Regions from separate parts of the Bombyx mori genome. Here region 2 is linked to region 1. The links are chromatin contacts, called in public Hi-C maps. All regions are on one chromosome and are shown on one strand. The core of a region is the stretch at or near the end of the contact, and the rest is flanking DNA. Distances in the headings are between cores, read along the strand shown. Region 1 holds the start of LOC101740130 (GATA-binding factor A). Region 2 overlaps Gata-beta (transcription factor BCFI).

What was found. A called contact is a pair of places that touch in the nucleus more often than the background predicts.
Region 2: a Hi-C map of midgut shows a contact between it and region 1, with 2.1 times the contacts expected there. The contact joins the enhancer-like site here to the promoter of LOC101740130 in region 1. A contact is called at or near these places in 2 of 7 Hi-C or Micro-C datasets (midgut and whole pupa).

Annotation. Positions count from the first base shown.
Region 1 is chr15:18,352,197-18,359,866 of ASM3026992v2, reverse strand. LOC101740130 (GATA-binding factor A) reads left to right here and starts at 3,614. Exons shown (of 9, transcript XM_038015865.2): 1 at 3,614-3,747.
Region 2 is chr15:18,427,316-18,434,985 of ASM3026992v2, reverse strand. All of the region lies in intron 9 of Gata-beta (transcription factor BCFI), which reads left to right. Among protein-coding and RNA genes, the nearest start is that of Gata-beta, 20 kb to the left of the region's middle. Within about 2 kb of position 4,480, at least 8 of the 8 cell types and tissues checked have open chromatin away from gene starts, as enhancers often do.

The DNA.
Region 1 (7,670 bases), core at 2,365-4,864:
TTTGCAATTATAGATAAAATTACCGTGACTAAAAACTAGCGGGACTATAGGTATAATATATGTATCTTTCGCACGTGCCACCGTCCGGGAGAGTCCATTGGATCTGGTTGTTCTCGTTATATCACCGGCACTAGCGTGGAAACGGTAAGTACTTACATGAAAACACAAAAGGCTACGTTTATCGACCGACAGCTTCCTGTGACAAGTGGTCCTTGTCATCTTCGGTGTATCTTCGGTTACCTTAACAATAGCAACCACGACCACTTCTTGAAAGTGCTCATGTTACACTCTGCTGGGACCGATTTATTATCACGGATCAGATCTATTGCCGCCAGTAAGTCTGATATTGTGATAACAGATCGCTCTGCGCGTCGAGCAGTGTTAGTTGAAGGACAGATAATTAAAGCGCGGCTTGGCTCTGCCCCTGGCTTTGTTGAAGTCCACGGGCGACGGTAACCACTCACCATCAGGTGGGCCGTATGCTCGTCTGCCTACAAGGGCAATAAAAAAAATTTTTTTTAGAGCTGCGCGAGGAGACTTCCCCCATGTCGCATGTTGAGTTGTGTCGGTGCACGGTTTGATAGCGAAAAGTTTCGACTTTAAGAAGCTTTCGTTGTCTAGCAGCATTATGTGCCCATTGCTGAAAGCAGTCATTCTTAACATGAGGAGATTTCTCACTGTGAAACCTTAATCGCTGGGGGCTTGTGGCATAGAGGATGATAGCAAACCAGCACCAACCTACATTTTAAATTGTTTTTTTTTTTTATAAATTCCATTGTTTTGTTCTTTATTTTAATAATATATAATTAATGATATTTTAATTAATGCGTAATAAGTTTAGGCAGTGATGATTGTAAATAATTTTAATGAAGTTACCTAAGTTAATATTAGACAAAGACGGCGACTCAAATCATGATTAAAATCCAAGTGCTCGTAGCGCGTAGGTACTGTAGGTACAGACTACAGGGAAGCGCAACTCTGGCTGGTCCGGCACATGACCCTTATGCGTCATGGTGGAGGGTGGCATGCTCGCTGTGATTGGTATGGTTTCTAGTAATCACTTAGCTCCAGATGGGTCATAAGCTAGTTCATCCATCTATGTAATAAATATATATTTAGCCTAGTTTCATACAATCCTACACTCCTCGTTATGCCTTTAGATAAGGTGAGGATCACTTTTGTAACCTCTCCAATCATGAGATAAGAGGGGCACAGTATGGAAGCTATTTGAAGTCGTCGTGGCCTAACGGATAAGACGTCCGGTGCATTCTTGTTGAGCGATGCATCGGTGTTCGAATCCCAGGCGGGTACAAATTTTTGTAAAGAAATACGTACTCAACAAATGTTCTCGATTGACTTCCACGGTAAAGGAATAACATCGTGTAATAAAAATCAAACTCGTAAACTTTAATTTGCGTAATTACTGGCGGCAGGACCTCTTGTGAGTCCGCACGGGTAGGTACTACCGCCCTGTCTATTTCTGCCGTGAAGCATTAATGTGTTTCGGCTTGAAGGGTAGGGCAGCCGTTGTAACTATACTAAGACCTTAGAACTTATATCTCAAGGTGGCGCATTTACGTTGTAAATGTCTATGGGCTCCAGTAACCAGTCAACACCAGGTGGGCTGTGAGCTCGTCCACCCACCTAAGCCATAAAAGAAAAAGCTAAGCTATACCACATATCCGTCGCACAGTGCACTTCGAACAGCTATAGATAGTTATTTTAGTTTTGAAATACTAAAAAATCTTTATGACTCTTAGCACAGACCCTAGATGCTCTTGTTTCTTATCTTATCTTGTAAAAGTATTCGTTTCGTATATTTATTATTGTACACGGAAGTATTACCTACAACAACAAAAATACAATACAGTGCTCCTTGAGTCACGTACAACGCGGGGCGGGCGAGGGGCGCGGCGCTCTGCCCCGGTGCTCCCGGAGCTCCCCTGGTCTCTCTGTCCGACGGCGGCTCGCTGCCGAGAGAGACGGGCCTTTCAACGGACAGGTGGAAGAAGGTGGAAAAATAAATCAAATCGAAATTCAAACTTATTATATCTTTGAAACTGAGATCTCATATTACTATATTTTCCAACTTAAAACCTCTGCGGAAGAAACAAACATTTTCGAAAATAGTGACACTTGTGAGTTTGGGAGCTATGAGAATTTATAGTCGTTGTATCCGCGTATTAACATAAAATCATACGAATATCAATCAGCATGAAATCCCATGTCAAGTCAATTCTGAGGTCGTCGTGGCCTAAAGGATGAGAGGTCCGGTACATTCGTATCGAGCGATGTAACGGTGTTCGAATCGGCTACCAATTTTCCTAATGAAATACTTTCTTAACAAATGTTCACGAAGAACTTCCACGATCAAGTAATTAGGTATATCGTGTAATGTAAATAAAACCCGCAATTTTTTTATTACTGGTGGCAGAGCGTCTTATAAGTCGGTAGGTACCACCACCCCGCCTATTTCTGCCGTGAAACAGTAATGCATTGCAATGCGGTTTGAAGGGCGCGGCAGCCATTGTACTGTAAAAACTGAAATCTTAGAATTTATATCTCAGGTGGACCGTGAGCTACTCAACCCATCTAACCAATAAAACCTGCTGCACCTGTGCATCCGATACACAAGTCGATGTAGATAGATCGGCTCCTTCTCATCACGCAAAAAGAAAGAAAGTACCGGCATAAAATAAAATAACAACATACTATGGACAGTATATTCATGGATGAGCCATGGCTTATATTACAAGACAGATTTTTACCTGTTGTTCTTTATTGTATATCTTTTTTAACTTGCAATGTGTATTGTGGGCCTTATAAATAAATAAAAAGAAAATGAACTTTTTTTATGATTGAAGGATTACTGGTGGCCCTGAATCCTTTCCAGTTTCACCAGGACAGGTGGGCGAGTAAAGGCTCAGCCAGGAGGGGTGGGATTTGCTAACAGATGCCCGAGCGTCTTCGAAGGAGACCTAACAACTCAAGAGCAGTTGCTTCGCGAATGAAATTCAGATTTTTGCCTGCGACCACGAGAGCTGTGCAGTAGTCGACATGCCGCCGTACTCTAACAACGAATAGTGAAGAAGCCCGAAATAGAATTAAAAGAAACAATTGGCCCTTAACCTCCTTAATCTCCAACGCTTGAAAATCTGAGAAAGTATTTATAAAATTATACTATCCATTAATATTCTTAAAAAGTATTTGTTAATTAGGTATAAACAAACGTTGTCACTGAAAATAATAACATTATTAATTTAGTCGGTGTAATTGTAAGTGAATGTCGGAGTAGGTTCGTTCGGATATAGTTTCAATAACAAAGGCCGATCGATAGTAAATGTTCAATTAGCGTTAGTTCTGGCAGTTGTGGAGGCAATTAATTAGAGAGCGAGGAGCGAGTGCGGGGCGGCGATCGATTACCGGCCCGCTCCATAAAGAACCGTCGCCGCCGCCGCCCGGGCCCCGCCCTGCACACGTGCCTCGACGCGCTTCCGTGAACTTCCTTCGGTTTACGAAAAAGAACTTTCTTTACCCTCAACCGGCCGATCAGAGGCGGGGCTGGGGGGGCGGAGTCCCGGGGCGGGGTCCCGACGGTGGAGGTTGCACCGTCGCTCGGTAGTGCTGCCGCGCGCGCCGCTACCAACGCACGTCTCTATCGCGAGATCGTTATCTCCTGACCAGTGATATCTGTGACTGTGACTCTGTGATAAACGTTCGCGATAACGACCGGCCAGTCTGTTTCAAGTAAGTTATCTATCTCGGTCATCTTGGATCGATGCATCTCATATCTCTTTCTCAGTTTCGTAATTCTCGGTAACACACTGGACGAGGCTAGATAAGATCCAGTTTTGTATCCGTTCATATCGGTGTCTCTGTACATCAACATAAAGATGATGTGCTTTAATAACGACGCGACTGGATTCTTAAGTGTTCTTTATCTCTCCATCGCGATTTAATCAAATTTATTCAATTTACTTATGCAGTCGTTGTCTCCAAATTTCAAATTCAGTACCATTTGGTCGCGGCTGAATGACGACATATGCATCGAAATTAACAAGACGCCTAAGCATTTAGCTGGTGCTCTGGTTCTAAATAATTCGAGATTGTTAACGATTTTGTCCCAGTAAGTGCTACTTGGGACCCCCCGCACTCTTCGCAGTTAAAATATTGTGCAACAAAATGATTGTTATTATCCTATCCTGTTCTATTACATCAGAGTACAATGAGATGTCGCGGTGCAGCGGTGTCGCGTAAGTACCTCGTGGTGTAGGCACATTCCAGCGCAACTCACCGACCCATAGGTATAATCGATGACTCAAACTCAACTGTATTATCTGCATTTGTTACTATTTCTTATATTTAACATAAGCTAAGTAAGCTCTTTTGGTAAATATCTAAAAAATGACTACAACAAGAATAAGAAAAGTTCTCTTTTTCCACGTACCTAATGAACGCAATAAAATGAAAATAGACTTTGGCAGACTAGAAGAAGTGTGATTTTAATTTGTAACGAGCACAGAATTGCGACCTGTTCGATCACCACCAATTGATAATTGAGCTTCTGTATTTATCTTAATATGGGATTAGATGCAGATGCAGTTATGATAATTAAATCTGTCTAAATAATATATAATACAAACGGAATCCACCTCAAACACATATTGACTAATATAAATTATTATTATAAAATGATCGGACTAACTGATAAATAAAATAAGACATAAATCTTTTCCCTACTCATGTCTAAGAGTCGTGAAACTCTAAAAACATTGCAATCCTTGCATAGATTTAAATAAATAAACATTAATATTTACCTAATTCTAAATTAAAAATACTCAAATACGTCAATTGTAGAGTAGAGATGATTTGAGAGCAGTAAGTACCTAGTCGTGAAGAATAACATGAGTCTGTGGGTTGCAGTTGATATTTCACATTAGTTCAAGTATGATTAAGGGCGCGCTGGATCCTCTGTCTTCCGTTCCCTCGTCGCGGAGAAGGCGCGGCCTGCGTATAATGAATATAGTTTGCTTAACACATGTATGAAAGTACAAATTTGAAAGCAGAAGAAGTTAATTACGGAAGCAGATTTATTAAATTTCTTCGAAATGCCTTTCTCGGTTTTGAATCCACACACTCGGCCTGCGAGGCGTCGACCGCTACACGCACAACAGTCGTGTCTATTTCAGTCGCTGCTTTAATCAGAGATGTGGAGTCGATCAAGATTATTGTGACGTATATGCTTCCTCCTTCAACAACGTTTTTCTTTATTGCTTAGATGGGTGGACGGGCTCGCAGCCCACCTGATCTTAGAGTGGTTACTGAAGCCCATAGACATCTACAACGTAGGTAAATGCATCACCCACCTTGAGATTTAAGTTTTAAGGGTCTCAGTATAGTTACAACGGCCGCGCCACCCTTCAAACCGAAACGCAATGCTGCTTCACGGCAGAAATGGGCAGGGCGGTGGTAGGTACTTACCAGTGCGGACTCACAAAAGGTCCTACCACCAGTAAACTTCCAGCAAAAGGCCGTCGGTCAAGCCGAAAGAAATGTTTCCACGGACGATCAGCCAGCTTGCATCGTTAATTATTAGGTACTTGAATAATAATCGCTAAGGCCTCCAGCGCGGCTAGTCGTTGGACTAAAATGAGGATGAGTAGCAGCACTCACGTTGTAATGTTTATTCGCTTCGGTAACCACTTCATACCGAGTGACCCACCTGCTGATCTAGAGCAACTGAAGTTCTAACTTACATGATAATAATAAAGTGAAGTGTAAATTGTAAGTCTGTGACACATTCAGAGCAGACATGTAGTAGTGGAGGGCGCGACGTCGCTGTAGGGTCGGTCTCGGAGGCGCCACGGAGCCCGGGCCATTGTCTTGCGTAGGTATTTACTTCTCGCTCGTGCTCGCTATGCACAGACAAAACACAAAAAGGACACGATAAGTAAAACAAAAGACATTCAAAGTGTACTTTGGATATTCTATTGTCTTGCCTACTCTAACCAATGTAGAGATGTCTAAGCGGGATAGAGAATATTTTGCATTCCACTGCCAAATAGCTGAATTCTTGTTTGATGACACGATGTAGACAGAACATTATAAAAAATGTCGTTTGGTAATTTAAAAATTATGTTTTGAAATTAATTTGATTGTGTGGATCTGCTCATGTTGCTATCAGATACATGATAATGTTTGGAAGATACGGAGGCGGCCGGCGTCGCACACCTGCTACTTCTATCCGTCGTTGGGCGGGCTGCTGTGCTAATGCGTTTACTGGTGGTAAGACCTCTTGTGAGTCCGCACGGGTAGGTACCACTGCCCTGCCTATTTCTGCCGTGAAGCAGTAATGCGTTTCGGTTTGAAGGGTGGGGCAGCCGTTGTAATTATACTTCAGACCTTAGAACTTATATCTCAAGGTGGGTAGCGCATTTACGTCGTAGATGTCTATGGGCTCCAGTAACTACTTAACACCAGGTGGGCTGTGAGCTCGTCGACCCAAGTAAGAAATAAAAAATAGAGCATGTAGCTTTACTACAATATATATTTCATTAATTTTTATTGTAGCAATTGAATCTTCAAAATATAAATTATACAATCACGGCAAACGTGACAACATAGAAATAATATGTTTTGTGCGGTACAGTCGCAGGTTCGAATGACTAGCCGGTCGCATGCACCGCGGACACGTCTCTATCACCTTCTAAACTCAAACGCAAAACAAGAACTTTTAGAAGCGGTGCGCGCTCACATATTATCTTGAACATGAGGTGAAGGAGTGAGCTCCATACTAGTGAGGAATATTCGTGACGTGACGTGTACAAGCTCAGCGTGTGTCACTTCCAGTGGTCGATTAAATTCCCTTTAAATCAATAAAAACATCGGTAAGGCATTTGAGTACGGGGCCATAAAATGTACCTGGGTCGGAGCCGGAGCGATGCAATAAACGTGTCGTGTCGGCGCCGTGTCGCTTCCGTGTGGCGCAGCGCAGGTACCGCTACTTAACTCCGAACTGATTTAGTGTTCTTGTTGACTTTACTACACTAACGGCTCTGCTGGTCACCCGCGTCCCGCGAACAGTTTATTGAATTGTCCGCGCTGTGGGAAGAACAGGCAGTCCGGAAAGCCGTCGCTGTCTGGCCCACATAACTAACCATTCGGATGTAAAATATTAGTAGTAGGCACGTGCTCCGTCTCAAACGTGCAACCCTACGAATATGCGTCACATTCAGTTCTGTGATTCTGTGAGCTAAGCCGCAGTATCATCATCAAGCAGTATTCACATTTTCTTGTTTCTATTAGTATGCATTATTTACCGGAGTAGAATTAAAAAAACCTAAAAAATATGACAAACCTCCACCTGTCGATGGAAGTCTCGTCAGAATAGGTTTAGCTATTCAAGAAAAGATGTATCTGAACAAACAAACAGACAGATAGTCAACATCTTATATGATTAATGCTAAAATTTAGTTTACTATAGTATAAATAATATCTGTCAGATTACATATGTATTAAGTAAAACTTCTCAAGGAAACACTTCAATTACACTAATCTGATGAGGCTATTTTTATCATTTTTGAAAGACAACCTTGCAGAAAAGCTATTTGCTGTCTAATGTATATATTTATAAAGAACAAAATTGCAATAACGTCAGAAGCCATAGTAGA
Region 2 (7,670 bases), core at 3,231-5,730, 74 kb before region 1:
CGTCATCTAAGGCCTCACGCTATGTTATGTTCACGTTACGTATCGTTAGGTTAGTCGACAAAAACTCGCGCGAGTGTGTAATACGGAACTGTATTTATTGCACTGCACAGTACACCTACCAAAACATAGCTAAAACGATGGGGTGAATCAACGCAGTCACTAACGAGCTCGCTCGTTAACTGACGCACGCCGCCCCGCGGCCCGCGCCCCGCGCCTCACCCCCGGGCCCCGGGTCGCCCGCTGCACACTGTGCACTGTGCGGTGCATGTATGTGCAAGTGTTTACCTACCACCGCACACAAACGAACGTACGTACCTACATACATACATACATACACTAATCCACAACACGCTCGGTGCATTGGAATCTGATCATTTATAATTAAATACAGATCTATTTAACAATTGAAACGATTTTCATATTAAAGAAGTAATATCTTCTAATATATGAACCCCTCATGGGTGGGTATGTGTCGCCATCTCTATTGCCACTGCCGCGCTGCAGTCATGTGTTCGTTCAGTCAAGCAGTTCGTTCTCAAGACAAGTAGTTGTGATCTTAATGGACTCTAATGACTATTACTTGTGAAAGCTTACTACCACATTACAACAAGGGACACGAATGAACCGTACCTGATGTGAATTGCGCTCATAGGCAGGCACCTCACTCATGGCGAGGGTCGGTTCAGCAGCTGACGTAGTACCTACGTGGTAGGCGTAACGTTTCTCTGTTGCAACATTACCAAAACTATAATGTAAGGTTTAAGTCTCTTGTAGCCTAAAACAGCTCATTATAAGGATTAACTTAATGTTGGAATAAAAGACAGTGTTCGGTTGAAACCTTAACGAACCTCGACATCAAGGACAAAAGGTCGCACCACGACTCCAACTTTTTAAACAACAAAATATTCAACAAATAAATGTTAGATTAGATAGATTTAACTGCCTACGTAATTAATCCAATTATTATTCTGATTACTGTGGACATAATATAGAAATAAAATATTCAGTTTTTTTCGTGATGCGCAATCAAACAAGACTATAAATCAACAAACACTCGAATATAAAAAAAAAGACAAAAAAACACTCCATTATCTTTGTTTCTGCCCCACGCTTTTTTTCTTCTTCTTTTAAATAGATGTGTGAACGTATTCACAGTCCCAGTCCCAGTCCCAGTCGATCTGGCTTTAAGTGGTACAGAGCCCAGAGTCACAACAAAGTAAATTGGCGTGATTCATGTTGCGACTTAACCTCACTTGTGCAGCGGCCCCCGCGCCATCCCAACCGGAACACACACGAATCCATGTAAAGACATTTTTAAAATAAGGATAAAATGAATATAAATATTTAAGCACACACACACTCAAGTACTGAAGGTTTATTATATTGTTATGCTGCTCTCAGCTTTGTATTATTGCACAAGAACTGTTGACTTCCCTATTATATACTATTTATATTCTTCGTGTAGGTTAACCACACCGCACGCTGAGTGCGAACCGCTCAGAATAACATTAACAACTCCACCTCAGACTTCATCGCGGAGTGCGAGTGTGCGTGAGCGTGTGTGAGCGCGCATGAGTGTGTGTCAACAATATTTGATTAATTTAGCTTCCGTCTCAAACAGGAATACCATAATATTCAAAATTCAATAAAATAAATATAAACAAAAAAAAAGTAGATTTTTATGAAGACTTGTACATTTTCAAGTTTTATTTATTTATTTATTGCTTAGATGGGTGGACGAGCTCACGGACCACCTGGTGTTAAGTGGTTACTGGAGCCCATAGACATTCACAGCGTAAATGCGCCACCCACCTTGAGATATAAGTTCTAAGGTCTCAAGTAAGTTACAACGGCTGCCCCACCCTTCAAACCGAAACGCATTACTGCTTCACGGCTGAAATAGACAGGGTGGTGGTACCCACCCGCGCGGACTCGGTCGACTTGTTTTCATCTTCTTGTACTTATTGGGTGTGTTATGTTTGTTGGTTTATTGTGATTGATGCGTTCGTGCTCCCTTTCCGGCTCGGCATTAAATTTTGTACAATTCTTGTATCTATGTGTGTAGGTACGTCAATACAATACAGTAACGATTTATGGCAACATGCAGGCAACTTAGCACCGGTGGCGGAGTACCGGACTAGCTTCAACCAATGTGCTTAATCAATAATAAAATATTATTATTATTTAAAAAAAAATATTGCTTAAATGGGTGGACGAGCTAACAGCCCACCTGGTGTTAAGTTAATTAAAATCAAACCCGCAGAACTATAATTTGCGTTATTACGGGTGGCATGATGTCCTGTGATTCCGCACAGGTAGGTACCACTTCCCGCCTACTTCTACCGTGAAGCAGTAATGCGTTTCGTATTGGAGGGTGGGGCAGACGTTGTAACTATACTGAGATCTTAGAACTTATATCTCAAGGTGGGTGGCGCATTTTCGTTGTAGATGTTTGTGGGCTCCAGTAACCACTTAACACCAGGTGGGCTGTGAGCTCGTCCACCCATCTAAGCAATAAATAAAAAGTTGGGATCAGCAGATCAACGGGTGTTACACATAGTACAGCCGGTATTGTTGTATAATATATTATGTGTACATTTATATAAGCAACTGGCCAAGCTGCATCTGGAGTGTATATCGAGGCCACACGACAAACAATGTACAGAGTGTTCTATAATATTATAATAAGTATCAGAAACGCTAACGACAGAGGACAACGTACGCGCTGATTCCGGGCCCGCCCGCCCAACGACGGACGCTTTGTAAGCGTTGGAAGAGACCAATCCCTTTGCGATGAGTGCAAACAGTAGTTGACTTTTGTCGCGCACACGGCACTGGCCCCCTTGCGAACCCAGCGCGGCGCTACGTGTAGCTGCGCTGGAGGCTGGCGCTCGCATAGGACTCCGCTGGCCCTCAGCCCGCGCCGCGCTCCCTCGTAGCTTGTGCTGCGATCAAGGACTTCATGTCGTGTATGGACTAGAAGTCATGTCATTACGGATCCTCCCAATCCATCAACGGTGCTTTTAGGTACCTCAAGCACCGGTCACCGTCCTCGCCGAACCCGTCACTTATGACGAAGGACTCGACGAGTAAATTAACCCACAGACACAGCCCACTGAGTTTCTCACCGGAATTTCTCAGTGGGTCGCAATTCCCATCCAGTGGTAGATTCTGCGAAGCGCGGCTCTTGCTAGGGCCAGTGTTAGCAACTACGCTAGGGTAACGCTGATATAGCTTCTCAAGGCTATCAGCATAGCTAGGATGGATAAAAATTAAAAGAACTAGATGTCGCCGCCGCCCACTCTGCAGTCCGCGGGGCTGTGCTTCCTTCCCTTCTTCTATTGCTCAGTAAAACAACGTGATCTCGAGAGAGTGCGTCGTTCTGGGCGTCGCGTCGGGCCGGCGGCGTACGGAGACCGCTTAATGTCACGTTGGTCGCGAGCTTGTCTGCTCGTTAACGGAAAAATATCAATTGAATGCGATAACAACAATAACATTAGATGGCGTTTTGCAGACCTACAACGTACATACACAGTGGTCACGCAGAGTCGTGCGTCGGTGTGTGTGTGTGCTCGTGGTTTCGGCGCTCGCGTCGGTCACGTGGTCGCGTCCTCGTCTCTTATCAGCAGTCGTTGTACCCTGTGTGTGTGTGTCGCTGTGGGACTCCCACCAACCAATATGTTACAAGACATGTCCCTAACTACATACCTACTGCTAGCTTCTGAAAACTCTGATCAATCAATACTAGGTGGTCGTACAATAATAATAATAATATGAGATTCTCAAATATAATGCACTCGGGAATTTCATTTTAACTGCGTTTTATTATGTATTACGTATTATCAATAGGTGCTCAGTACTGCTCAGGATCAATCAGTATAAACATAAATATAAACATAAACGCGTTATTATTGGACAGTTTCAAGTAAATTCATTATTTTGTTATACATAGGTATATAGATATACCTACATATTTCGAAATGATGTATATTACTAAAAAGTTCCCTAACCACAAATAGATGTAATATTTTAGTTGCACTGAAGCAAGACTAAGGTTGCTCGTTCAGTAGAGCGTGTGTCACGTAACGTATTGACGACGCGACACGGCGACCCCGCGCCTGTGAGCGTCGTGCACAACTATATAGGCGCGTGTAACGGGTCTCCGTCTGTGTGTGCATCGTGTGTCGTGCGTAAAGAATCGTTCGTTTTGTACATTTTTATTATATGTATATATTGAAACAGGTCGCGTATTATCCGTCGTAACAGTTCGAAAATTTTATTGATCTTTTTCATCCGCGGGCCCCAGCAGAAGATGAAGAACCAGTTATCACTCCGATGATGTGTGCATTTTCAGCGCGAACCGGTAACTAGTCGGACAGTTACGGTCGTATATTGTGCGGCTAAGCATAGTGTTTGTATTTGTACCTAAGAGCGGGTCGCAGAGGGTGCAGAGGGTGCAGGGGGTGTATACATGCACCGCGGGAACGAGAGAGAGTGCGCATCCCCACACGCAAAGATCAGCCCCACACAGCGTGTACCGGACCAACCGCGCCGTACCATAATGTATTGTACTCGCTTTATTCGTATTGTCATGTGTCCGACACGTGCATAGATCTCTTGTTCACAATAACTCTATAATATTTTAACAAAGCAACTTTATTACTGTACGTGTGTATGTACGCACACACGTCCCTACGTGGTTTTTATTAAAGTATACAGTAGCCAGTAAGTAGTGCTGCTCCGTTGATTTTGTAGCGGGGCACGTGCCGTGTTTTTTCTGATAAGACGAAAACTTATAAAACAAAGGAATAAGTATGAAGAATGTGTGTAGTAGAGGTCGCGCGCCTGGGCTGGCGCGGCCTGTGTCGCCGGCTGCCGGGACCCGCGGGGCTACTCACGGCTCGGACCACGCGGCGGGCCCGTGACTCTTATCTCCAAGATTGCAGTAAATAACACTTTTACAAAGTCATTATTTATTTTACATAAGCGTAAGAACCACAAGAACAATTCGACAGATTCTTCGCTGCGGAAGGCGAAGTTGTGTATTTCCTTAGTCGTATTTGTTTCAATTTTGGCTGTTTGATGTGGCCCTGGAATGGCCTGTGACATTTTGTCTCGTTAGTTCTCCGAAGTCTGCACCAACACACTGTGAGTGAATATAGACCCGTCCGTGGTGTAGGTACCGTCTAGTATCAATTAGAATCGCATAGTATCGGCGTATGTTAGTTGTTTCTCATTTTATTTATAACTGTCATCAGTTTGTGGTTTTGTAGAGCTTGTTTTAACGACAACTCGCATTATATTACTGTTCCGTGCTGTGTGGACATCATTATCGTCTCACTTACGATCACAATGCGCTTGGCCATAAAAGTACCAATAAAGTAATGTGTGTTCATGAATTGCATAAGAACTAACGTACCCATAGTTCCCATAGTTCCGGTAAATCTAAAGCATGTTCGGCGCTCGCCGAGCCGCGCAGCCAACTGTGGCGGCAGTGTGCTCAGGCTCCTTCAACGACACAGAGAAACCTGCGACAAGATAAACCTCACTCACATCGAAACCTCCCTCAGGAATCATTGCGTTCGAGTAGGTACGGCCCAAGCCCACAAGGAAGATTGCTCTCCCGCTTCTTCTAAATATTGTGTGGTGTTGTGGTAACAAGATTAATAACCAAATTCGACAAGCATCATTTCTGCACCGCGGAGGAGCACCTCAGTGCTGCTAACTGCGGGACACGCGGGTGTCGCCAGAGTGCGGCTCACGGAGGCCTCGCTAAGCACCGTACGGAGCTGCGCAACGAGTACCCCAAAGAACGAAGAAGCTTTTGTTCACTCGTAAGCGACATGTGGACAGATCCCGTCTACCGAGAATGGCTGGTCTAGAGCACAAACTATCAAGTGACACAAGTCATTGGGGGTAACACATAGCACTACTGGAACCACTCGGCGTCGCAAACATGCACAGACGAGACAAGGGCACTAGAGTAGTGACGTCAGCAGCGATAAAAATGAATCTTAAAAATAATAACATAATTAGTATTGTATAAGTTCGTTCTACGACCCTTAACCAATAATTTCTAAAATCAAATAAATTTTATTTGAAAAAATACTGAGTGATATTATCAGATTCATTCATTTGTTAATTGATCAGTGTTTTATTTTCATAACATTTGTATTGTTTTTCATGAATACGGACACTATCAAAATTCGCGTAATTATGGAATGCGAGTTCGTATGCGCCACTATGCGGTAGCAAGGCCGCACAAACCCCTCGCCGCTCGCCGCTCGCCGCTCGCAACAGTAATGACGTGTGCGAGACGCGAGTGAACACTAAACTACAGTAGGTGCGTGTAGACGATCGCACGACTCGGTAAATTATTGGTTTGAACGCTTCCGATATGGAAAATTTTGATCTCAAAAATAAATCTTGTGTTCGTCTGAAAACTAAAGTCAACAAGGACGAACTAAAGGCGATAGTGGAGCCGACGCGGCGACGGTACTCAATACTATCTATTTATTTATCGATATCTAATTTTACTAATTTTTTACGGTACATAAATACAGTGGCGGTTGTATAATTAGAAACACTACCAACGGCCCTTGACATTATGTAAGATACTTCACCGTAATCGTTTTTATTTTGAAATTAAACAATAAATAGGACAACAATAATATGTTCAACGATTTATCATTTATTAAAAAAACTATATAAACCGCACTACACAAGTGCAGTTTCAATATTACATAACGGACAAACATTTAAATCAGTTTTAAGGTATGAATAATAATGGTCAACTAATTAGAAACAATAACAAAAAAGTATAAATAACAATATTTTTTTAAGTTTTAGGGGTTAAAGTATGAAATTGCCGATTTGTGCTGAAAAATTGAAATTAGTTTTTTTTTTTCAAATTACATTATTATTTAAACAAAATATCTACCATTATTATCTATAAATTGCTGCCATCTAATAGGAAGGTCATTTATTCCTTTGCGATAGAACTCTGATGATCTAGATTCTACAAACTGTTTCAAAGTATTTTGTATTGCCGCCTGGGAAGAAAACTTTTATCACTTAGAAAATTGTCTAAATCACAAAAAAAATTATAATTCGTTTGAGCAAGGTCTGGCAAATACGGAGGGTGACGAATGGTTTCTAATTGCAGTTCTTTTAGAGTTAAAACCGTCGCTCATGGACGTCAGCAATACCAGGGGCAGAGCCGAGCCGCTGCCTACCATAATTTTCATACAAAGTGGGCTGGGGCTTTGTCTCTTTCGTATAGGTTGGAGTGCGGGGTGAGACAAGGGGGGTTGAGCTCGCCTACGCTCTTCAACCTGTATATGAACGAGCTGATCGGCGAGCTCAGTAGGACCAGGATTGGTTGTTTCATAGACGGGGTGTGCGTAAACAACATCAGCTACGCAGACGATATGGTGCTGCTGAGCGCGTCTATCTGTGGCCTAAGGCAACTTGTTTCTTTGTGTGAGGGATACGCCAAATCACACGGTTTGGTGTACAACTGTAAAAAGTCGGAGATCATGGTCTTTGAGAACAGGGGTGGGACGCATGATAAGATACCTCCCGTAGTACTCAACGGAACGCCATAGATAAGAGTTTATAAATTTAAATATCTCGGCCATGTGTTGACCCCTGATCTCAAAGATGATGAA